Linked DNA regions of Mus musculus: region 1 is linked to region 2. The links are chromatin contacts, called in public promoter capture Hi-C maps. All regions are on one chromosome and are shown on one strand. The core of a region is the stretch at or near the end of the contact, and the rest is flanking DNA. Distances in the headings are between cores, read along the strand shown. Region 1 holds the start of Tcp11 (t-complex protein 11). Region 2 holds the start of Pigq (phosphatidylinositol glycan anchor biosynthesis, class Q).

Region 1 (4,933 bases), core at 894-3,393, 2.1 Mb after region 2:
TCCCTCCTTCTACCTTCTCATGGCTGCCTGGGCATCGGCTCAGTCATCAGGTTGGTGGGGTCGGGGGAGCTTAGCTGCTGAGCTGCCTCACAGGCCTGAAAAGGCACAATGTTTTGTTTTGTTTTGTTTTGTTTTGTTTGTTTTTCGAGACAGGGTTTCTCTGTGTAGCCCTGACTGTCCTGAAACTCACTCTGTAGACCAGGCTGGCCTCAAACTCAGAAGTCTGCCTGCCTCTGCCTCCCAAGTGCTGGGATTAAAGGCTTGTGCCACCACTGCCCGGCAAAAGAAAATAACTGTAGAGATCCCATAGGACAGCACTGTCTTTCTCAGAAGGAAACATGACAGAAGTATTTAGAGTCATGCCTGTATCCTCAGACAGTAAGGAAAAAGGAAAAAAACACACACACACAGAGAAAATTAAAAATGGAGGAAGTCTCTGGGTTTTACGTTTCAACAAATTGAAAATATTTCATGGTGAGAAAATTGACTGGACTTTGATAGAAAATCTAGAGTCCTTGGCTGGGTTATAAAAGCATAAACTACAGGCTGGACAGATGGCCAAGTGGTTAAGCCACTTGCTGCCCTTTCCTAAGAGCTGGGTTACCCTTGGCTCACAAGCATCTGTAACTCCAGTTTCAGGGCGCCCGACATCTCTTCTGGCCCTGAACACACACGGTGCACAGACATACCTGTAGACAAAACACCCACTCACACAAAGAAAAATAAACCTTTTTATAAAAACAAAGGTGACCGGACCCTGCTCTTCCCAGCATCTGTGCAGTCCTTCATTATCCCAGCCGAAATGGCTGGCATGACACAATCAGATCCGTAAACAAATCCGAGGTGAAAGGAAACCTTCAAAGCTACAGCCACTCCTCAAGAAACTCTCCAACTGCAAGAAGCAGCCAGTTCCGCCCAGAGCACTCCGGAACAAGGAGGGCTTAAAGAGTAGAGATTTAAGTGTGGCTACAATTCTTAAAAATTCAGATTGCCCCCCTAAAAAAAGAAAACTGCAACACAACAAAGCCAACGTGTTATACACAGTTCCAAATTTTTACAAAAGGAATTTGATTGTATACTCAGGAGTCACTGTACCTATGGATGCAACAGCCATTGTAAGAACTGTTTCCAAACCAGCAGCACCAGCACGCCCTGACCTTGAACCCCACAGGCCAGGTTCCTATTTGGATACACAACCCCAGCCCGAACCCAACCCACCCCACCCCACCCCTCCGGGTACACCTGGATCTTGTCTCAAGTCACAGCGTTAAGCAGCAGCGACCCCGCGTGGCCACAGAGGAGAGACTAACTGTCCAGCGTCACAGGAAATCCATGGCAACGCTTGTGCGGGAGCATTTGAAACGAGGGGGAGGGAGGTCCGGACCTGCAGTCCCCGCACTTGGGGGACCCTGCCTCAAGCAGATACCTAGCCTGTGCGAGCTCGGGGTCCCGCCGAGGTGGCCCTTTCCCGGGGATGGCGGAAGCGGTGCCCCACGCGTGACCGAGGGGAGCTTCGCTCGGGCGGAGGGCTGGGGACACCGGGAGGTCGGGCCAGTCCGCAGTCCTCCGTGGCCCACGGGACCTCGTGGCGCCGTCTTTACCCCGCGCCCCTGCGCGGACCCTGGGGTGAGGGCGGCCGTGCTCGGGCGACGGTTGAACCTACACGATCGGTGCCCCTGGGCGCTGCTCGCGCTCTCCCGGGTGTTTCCCCCGCGGGATTCACGGGAGGCGCTCTCTGCCGCGCCGGGCTCCTTCCGGGCCGCCCTCTCTTTCACGTCTGGCATCCTGGTGATGGTGGTGGTGGTGGTATCTGTGTGGTGACAAATGTTGGGGGCTCGTCAGGGCCAGGGGGGACCAGAGCTGGCGCAGGAAGAAACTGAGGCCGCAGCCCCGACGGACGCCCCTCCCCTTACCCCTCTCCATCCCTCACCACCCCTTGTCTCTCCCTCTCAGTATGCCTCTTCCCCTCACCTCCTCTTCCCCTCTCCCTTCCCCTCTTTCATCCCTTCCCCTCCGTGGCTCACCTCCGCCCTCCCCCTCCACTTTCTCCCTCCCCTTCCCTCTCTCCACTCAGCTCACTTCCTTCTCTGCCGGCCCGCCCGCTCTGGCTGGCTGGGCGGCACGGGGTGCGGGTGGGCTAAACCACTTGGGGGGATGAGGCAGGGGCGGCGTGGCTGGGTGGAGCCACTGAGCCCCACGTCGATGCTGTCACACACTCCACATCCCCACCCTGCGAACTGAGCAGGAGTGGGAACGCCCGGTGTTGCCAAACAAACAGCTTAGGTGTCCTGGCAACGAGGCGCGAGGCGCGTGGCAGCCCTCCCCACCAGCATCGCGACCCGCCACCGACCATCTGCCGCCACCTTGGGTGAGACCGAGACTGGGGCAGGACGGTCATCCCTATTGATTCCAAGTGTCAGGATCTGGGGCTTAGGGGTAGCCTGCAGAGCATGCACAGGGGTGCTAGCCTCGAACTGCTGACCCTACAGCCTCTGCCTGAGTGCTGGGGTCACCCGTGTGAGCCACCACCAAGGGTTCATGTAGTGCTGGGCATGGAAGGGACCTCATAGGCTGAGCTCCATTTCCAGATTCTTAAAAAAAATGGAGGGTGAGGCCTGGAGAGATGGCTCAGCTGTTAGGACCACTGGCTTTCTTCCAGAGGACCAGGGTTCGATTCCCAGCACCAACATGATGGATCTCGGCCATCTGCCACTCCAGTTCCTCGGGATCATACTTCCTATATTTACATATATTTACATACACGCAGGCAAAATACCCATACATATAAAATTGTCTTGTTTTACATATAACATTCTCTTGTGTTTTTTGCTTTTTTCCCAAGACAAAGAAAGTTTCTCTATGCTGCCCCAGCAGTCAGGGAACTCTTCTGTAGACCAGGCTGGCCTCAAACTCAGATCTTCCTGCCTCTGCAGGGATTAAAGTCTTTTAAATACCCACGCCTTGGGTTTGGGGAGAGAACATGGAGAGGGTGTTTTTCCCTCATATTCTTTCTGGCCTCTTAATTACTCTGACTTGAAGTCATCATAAAACCTATGCAAATGCATCCCATCCATGCAGTACCCCAGGCGTTCAGAAGAGGGCGTGCGATCCCCCGGAAATGGCTGTACCGCCTGATGCCGCTGCTTTGCTTGCCAATCCCTGACTTTGGAAAACCTGAAAGTAACGGTGCAGGCCTGTCACCCTAGCTACTGGGGAGACTGAGGCAAGAGGACAGACTGGCCAAGGCCTGCTTGGACTACACAGTTCCAGGACAGACGAAGCAACTAAAGTTTAAAGACAAAACAAAGCCAGATAATGGGTGCAACTTAGTAACAAAATGCCGGCCATGTTTGAGGGCCCAGGTTCAGTTCCAATACTGCAAGGTAGGATTTACTGAAAAGAATTTAAGGTTGTAGCTTGGTTGGTATCCCTGGGTTCAATTCTCACCGACCACCTAAACTATCTCCAGCACATACTAAGCTTCCTTCCTCCCTCCCCATTGTGCTTCTTGGAATTTCGGGGTGTGCTTCTTGGAATTTCCCTCCAGGTGGTCAACGGGGACGTGAACAGAAGCTACGCAGTGATGTCACAGCTTCCTGTCACATGAAAACTCGGAGTCTGGAAAGATGGCACCCAAGTGGCGGCCTAGAAATACCTGGTGCCCTCTTGTGGGGCCCCTAAGGGTGTGTGTGTGTGTGTGTGTGTGTGTGTGTGTGTGTGTATGTACACACACATACACATACATGCAGGGAAAACATTTTTTTTTATGACATGTTTTCTCTGTGTAGCCCCAGCTATCCTGGAACTCCCTCTGTAGACCAGGCTGGCCTCAAACTCCCAGAGATCTGCCTGCCTCTGCCTCCATGCGTACTGGGATTAAAAGCTTTCGCCACCACTGCCTGGCCTATTTGGGACTATTAATGTCAAGGAGAGAAAAAAAATTGAGCTTGTTTTTAAATAGTAGCCCTCCCGATAAAAGAATCAGTGCTATAGAGCTCTTCCCAGATGTCTGAATTCCCCTAGGAATCTATCTGTACTCGTAAAATAGCCGCTCTCTATATAACATCTGTGGGTCAGCCAAATGCACTAATGGGCCAAGGATCCAGCTTCCAATCCTGACCTCCTGAGTTCAATCCCCAAGACTCCCATAATTCCAGGAGAGACCTGCCACACACGAGCTGGCCTCAGGCTCCACACCTGTGCCACACCATGTACACACACACACACACACACACACACACGTGCGCGCGCACACGCACGCACACACATACACACAGTGTAATTAAAACTTTTAAAATCTGACTTCTCTTGGAGGGTTGTAGGGAGATAATCAGAGCAGGCATCTATGGTGGGGGTGGGGCTGAAGCAAGAAGAGGGGAGCGTGGAGGTGGCCGAGGAGGGAACCGAGGAAGGCTAAGGGAAGCGTTTTCCCAGAGCCAGGCAAGGTGCAGACGTCCAGGATCCTTATCATTAACACTTATCAGAAGCAGCCAAGCAAAAGTTATCGTCAAGAGCCTAGAAGGACGAGAGGAGATATGGCCTCCTTCCTCAGGGAGGGGGATGGGGGGGTGTCTTAGTTAATCACTGACTTCCTGCTTAATGATTTACTGGGCGCTTTTACATTCCAAACACGTACAATAGCCCCCAAATCCCACCCATGCAAACAGGCAAAAGCGGGTGTCACATTGGACTGTCCCCACGTATGAGGCCTGATGAGAGCCATTTCGAGGCGTAACCAAGAGGAATGGGCAAGAGGTTGACCAGATCACAGGCTACTTCTGAAGTCACACTGAGTGCTCTGCTCTGGCTGAGATGCTGTCCACGTGCAAGGAGATGTAGCACGTAGGGTCCTGGTGAACTCCACGGGGGGGCGGGGGCAGGTCAGAGAAAGGTTGGGGGTCCCAAGCACATAGGATTTCCTATAAGGCCGTTT
Region 2 (4,929 bases), core at 1,838-4,337:
CTACTTCTAGCCCAAGCAGAGGTAGCTGCCATCTTGTGTCTTTCCCAATAAATCTCTTGTATGAGGCTTGTTGTGTGGTGTGACTTTGTGCTTGCTATTCCTTGGCTCCAGACTGCCAGGACACCTTTGCCTTCAGAGCTGTAACACAGAGACTCAGTCTCAGAAAGTAAGTAGAGAAGAGGCTGGAGGTGTAGCTCAGTGGTAGCGGCTCTGCTCTGCCCTCTGCTCACCTGAGGTACCTCTGGGTAGTACTCCTCTTTCTCTGGAATCCTTGGCAGACACCCCAAGATGGGGCTCCCAGCAGAGCAGTATTTCTCTCCATGAGAGAATGTCAACGCATTTTCTGTGAGGGAACAGCAGCCCTCCTGACCTCTCAGGCTCTTGGTGTGAGCATTAAGAACCACCACAGGGGCACCACCACAGGGGCTGGAGAGATGGCTCAGCGGTTAAGAGCACTGACTGCTCTTCCAAAGGTCCTGAGTTCAAATCCCAGCAACCACAAGGTGGCTCACAACCACCTCTAATGAGTGAGATCTGATCTGATCTGATGCCCTCTTCTGGTGTGCCTGGTGTGCTTACATGTAATAAATAAATAAATCTTTAAAAAAAAAAAAACCACCATAGTAGCTACAAATCCTTTACTCTGTGGACCCCACTCTGTTCCTTCCACAGAAAAGGTGCTGTTTGGAGATTGTGGGTGTCCTCCACTTGTGCCTGCTGATCTGAACTGCTGGAATGGTTGGCAAGGTTCAAGTGCCTACATATGCCTTTCTTTAGTCAATACCGCATCTTGCCCATGTGAAGTGAAGGACACAGCAACCATGAACAAAGACCCCATTTTTGGATCCTTTCCTGAGGGAGGCCCAGATCTTGGGCTGAAGCCTAGTTTCCTGGTCTAGTGTCTGCACAAAACAATTGGAGTCGAGGGGATAGACAGTGACACAAGTGGTGGTGGTAGCTGGCCCATAGACAAATGGCCAGAGCTTGAAGGATCCAGGTGCAGCTGCTCCCTTCCTGTCCAGCCCAAAGCCGTCACATGGACAATGTGGCAAAGCTTTTTGGTTTTGATATTGAGGACTAGACCTAGGGTCTCATATGAACTATAACCCAGCCCAATGCTGAGAGGACTAATGGGACCCAGCACTGTAGGACTTCCAAATGCTGGTGCTGATTAAAAGAACAGTCCAAGCCTGAAAAAGCCGTTAAAGAAGTCTCGGGAAGCCTTTCCATAGAACTCTGAGTCAGAAGTCTCCAGGAAAACAAAACTCCAAAGAACCCGGAGGAAGCAGGCAATTGGTAGGTGTCCATAGGGAAAACCTGACGCCCAACACTAGGGCAGGCTAAATCCCCATAGCCAGTGTCAAGAACCAATTTCTCTTGTCCCTTCAGTAGGAACTGACTCCAGAAGGCCATGACATGAGGCACGGCTAAAAATACTAGAGCCATTCCGCCTGTAAGAGCCCCGGCGGGTCACTGTCATAGGGAACCCTTCAGCCCAGCCCAAACTCTTGTTCAACAACTTTGTAAGGACACACCAGCTCAGTGAAATATCATTTGACTCTCTGGGGGAACACTTCACATGAACTAAGGAAAAATGCTCACAACCGTGTAGGAAGAGAAATGCCCTTGATCTAATTATAAACAGATGTTTCAAAGGTTGGTTTGGAGTCTGCTCACAACTCGTGAATCCACTGTGCTATATACACACTGTGTCTATGCACATCCTCCTTGTGGAGTATGCTTCATTTACAGTTTACCTTAAAGCAAAAAAGCTCGGGTCAAAGGAAAGAAGGTGCAAGGCAGAGAGAGGTTGGAGCTCTGATCTGTGGGGTACTGAGAGAACTCAAGTTGAGGCAAATCCCCACCCTCACTCCCATCTCAGCCTCCGGATGCACTGAAGTGTAAGAAGGAGTGTGCTTACACTGGGCTGCTGGGATCCCAGCAGCAGAAAATGATGATGAAAGAGCAGGCGATCGATACAAGAGGTGAGAGGCTGGAGCGAGAAGGCAAAAACCTGGGATGCGTGAAGGCCTTTAAAGATGCTGATTAAAAGAACAGCCCAAGCCTGGAAAAGCTACCTTTGCTAAGAAGGAGTCAGTTCCCTCCCCGACAGCCCATTCCCAGGAGGGTTAAATAAGAGGCCCCAGGAAGTCTCTTCACAGAACTCCAAGTCAGACTTCAGCAGCAGAGCTACTGCTTACTTCCCCTGCAAGGAACAGGCTTGAGGGATGGCCAGCCCAGTTAAGAGAGACCTGGGACACATCATAGCTGAAACATTACTTTGTGAATCTTTGAGAGGGTTCATATTTACCCCACGTTCAAACAACAACAACAACAACAAAACCACTTTTCTGACTAGGGATGTAGTCAGTTGGTATGGAGCCTACCTAGCCTGCACCAGACCCTGTGTTGAGTCCCCAGAACCTCATAGACCAGTAGTAGCAGTGCATATCTGTAATCAGGAGGTGGCCAAAGGACAATCAAAAATTCAAGGTCATCCTTTGCTACACTAGGATTTTGAGGCCAACCTAGCCTAAAAGAGAACCTGCACAGAAACACATTTTCCGCCTCTGTAAATGCTTTCCTTTTTCATTTCAAAAGGAGGGGGTAATCTGTTTCTGATCTTTACTGGAGTGGATAAATATGAGCCTCTCAGCCAGTGCCCCAGGAATCTTCCAGCCAGTTCCCGGCCTGGAGGGGAGGAGGGGCCTCTCGGTGCCCTCAAGTTCCGGAGAGCAGGCCCAGACCCACAACGGGTGCCGCTGAGCCTGGAGGTCAGCTGCGTGGGTGGCCGCCTCTCCCTCTATCCCGGCCTCAGGTTTCCCATCTCAGAGTCTTTAGGACCAAGAGGCCTGCGCTACCTCGGGATTTCCTCCTCTTCCTCTCCCGGCCCCGCCACCCGCTAGTGCTCACCAGCTGGTCCCCGGGGCCGCGTCCCCGAGCGGTAGGGAAGGAACTGGGTTGGGCACTGCGTTCGGCGGGCCCGGGAGGACGACCGTGCTTGCGGCTCCCAGGCCCGCCGCGGGACATCAGCACCATTTCCGCCGGCTCCGCGGCGTTGTCGCGCGACGGTCCGGTCCCCAAACATGCCCGGGCTGTCCATCGCCTGAGCCCGAGAGTTCCGCGCGCGCGGCTCCTGTCATCAAAGCTACCCTCGCTGTAAATATCCTGAAAGGTCCGGTGGATCCAGCCTTTGAGGACCATGGTAGCCGCTTTGTTCTTACCGCCTGGCCTCCTAAACCCAGGCCCTTCCATCTGTTTCTATCCATTGCGAGTAGGGTGCATGCAGACCCGTGTGGGCCGCATAGTCTGAAAGCAATACCCCTAACAACGCAGTAACTAGTGTTTATTGAGCATCTACTTACAAGCAAAGTTTCTTTCATTGTCCATTAATCCCCCACAACATAATGAACAGGGCATATTGATTTAGCCTGCAGGAGTGACATGTGTGTTGACCTCAACGTCCAGATGACAGGCTGGGTGCCACCCCACACCCTAAAGGAGCAAAAGCAAGGAGCTTTTTCTTGCTTCTTCCCACATGAAGAACATGGGTGAGACCAGATTCTCAATGAGTAAGCTCTTCAAACACACACACACACACACACACACACACACACACACACACACACCCCTCCCCTTCCAGATCTCATCTGTAACATGGGAGGAAAGGCTACTGTTTTCCTGTCTTGAATGGAAGGGTATGAAAGAACCTGTGCTACCCAGAACCGTCCCAGCACCCCACCTAAGTGCTCAAAAGTGGTTTGGACCTGGATTGAAGGGAAAACTGAAGGTATCTTTCAAAACAGGGAGTGTCCAGTAGAGGACCTGCCCTTGCTATGTGCCCTACCAGGACACATGTTGGCCTTACCCCTCTGATTTGCCTACTCCTTACCTCTCTGTTGGGCCCAGAGTGCTGTTGGAGGCTCAAGAATGGGAATATTTTTGAAGCTGGGGGGAACACTAAGGGACCACACCCTTCCCCTAAACTGCCCAACCCAGCCTAGCCACACCCTCCCTGCCTGCCTGCCTGCCTGCCTCTGATTAGGATGTAGGGGTTGGACACCTGGCAGGAGATCTTGCCTAGCTATCTGCTGGCAGACAGCCTCAGCACCCAGGATCTATAGCTTCAAGTGTTGCCTCAAAGCTCAGGCCTCCCGAGACCCAAGCTAGCAGAGCCAGGGACTGAGTGGCCCTTGGGTTTTAGGGGCATGAAAACCTATGAGCATACTTAATAGGGAAGTGGAGATGGCCCAGTTTAGAACCTCATCAAGAAATGGTGATTCATGGTTTCTGTGTAGACAGGGGCACTTGCCAAGAGGAAATCACAAAGCCAGCTAAGACCAGGTATCAGGAAGACGGCTCAGCAGGCCCCAAGGAGCCTACCAACCTTCCATGATAGTACAAAGGACTCAGGCCCGGCCAGTCCTAGCAAGGGGCAATTTCCCCCAGAGCCTACCCCTCAGGCCATCTCCCCCAGATACTGGTACAACTTGATGCAGTTGTCCCCTGCATCTGCCACCACTAGTTGGCCCTGGGGTGCACAGGCCATACCCAAGGGCCTCTTTAGTCCCTCCAACTGCAAACAGATGGGTGGCCCAACCCGGGGAAACAAAGTCACTTGGTGCCTCTGCTCATCAGCCACAATAATGCTACCCTCTGCATCAGAGCACACACCTGCTGGGTGGCCAAAGTTATGCCCAGTCAGGGTTCCTAGGGAGCCCAGAGGCTGGTGGGCACTGCCAAACAGCTGTACATCCCCAAACTCTTCACTCACAGCAAAGCCCCCATCAGGCCCTGGACCTACCCAACAAGGGCCCTCCAGACCTAGCATGGAGGTTGGAGCAAGGGGCTCCCAGGTTGGTCCTAACATGAAGCTGTGAACAGTTCCAGGCAAGTAGTCTGTCACCAGGAAGTGTCCAAGAGCATCCA

What was found. Promoter capture Hi-C pulls out the DNA fragments that hold promoters and counts their contacts.
Region 1: a promoter capture Hi-C map of pre-B cells shows a contact between it and region 2, with 3 times the contacts expected there. The contact joins the promoter of Tcp11 here to the promoter of Pigq in region 2.

Annotation. Positions count from the first base shown.
Region 1 is chr17:28,078,496-28,083,428 of GRCm38.p6, forward strand. Tcp11 (t-complex protein 11) reads right to left here and starts at 2,144. Exons shown (of 10, transcript NM_001085555.1): 1 at 2,080-2,144; 2 at 1,664-1,810. The coding sequence starts at 1,784.
Region 2 is chr17:25,938,902-25,943,830 of GRCm38.p6, forward strand. It overlaps Pigq (phosphatidylinositol glycan anchor biosynthesis, class Q), which reads right to left and starts at 3,088. Exons shown (of 11, transcript NM_011822.4): 1 at 2,914-3,088. It overlaps Nhlrc4 (NHL repeat containing 4), which reads right to left. Exons shown (of 2, transcript NM_001039038.2): 2 at 3,332-4,929. The coding sequence starts at 4,870. The coding sequence ends at 4,460.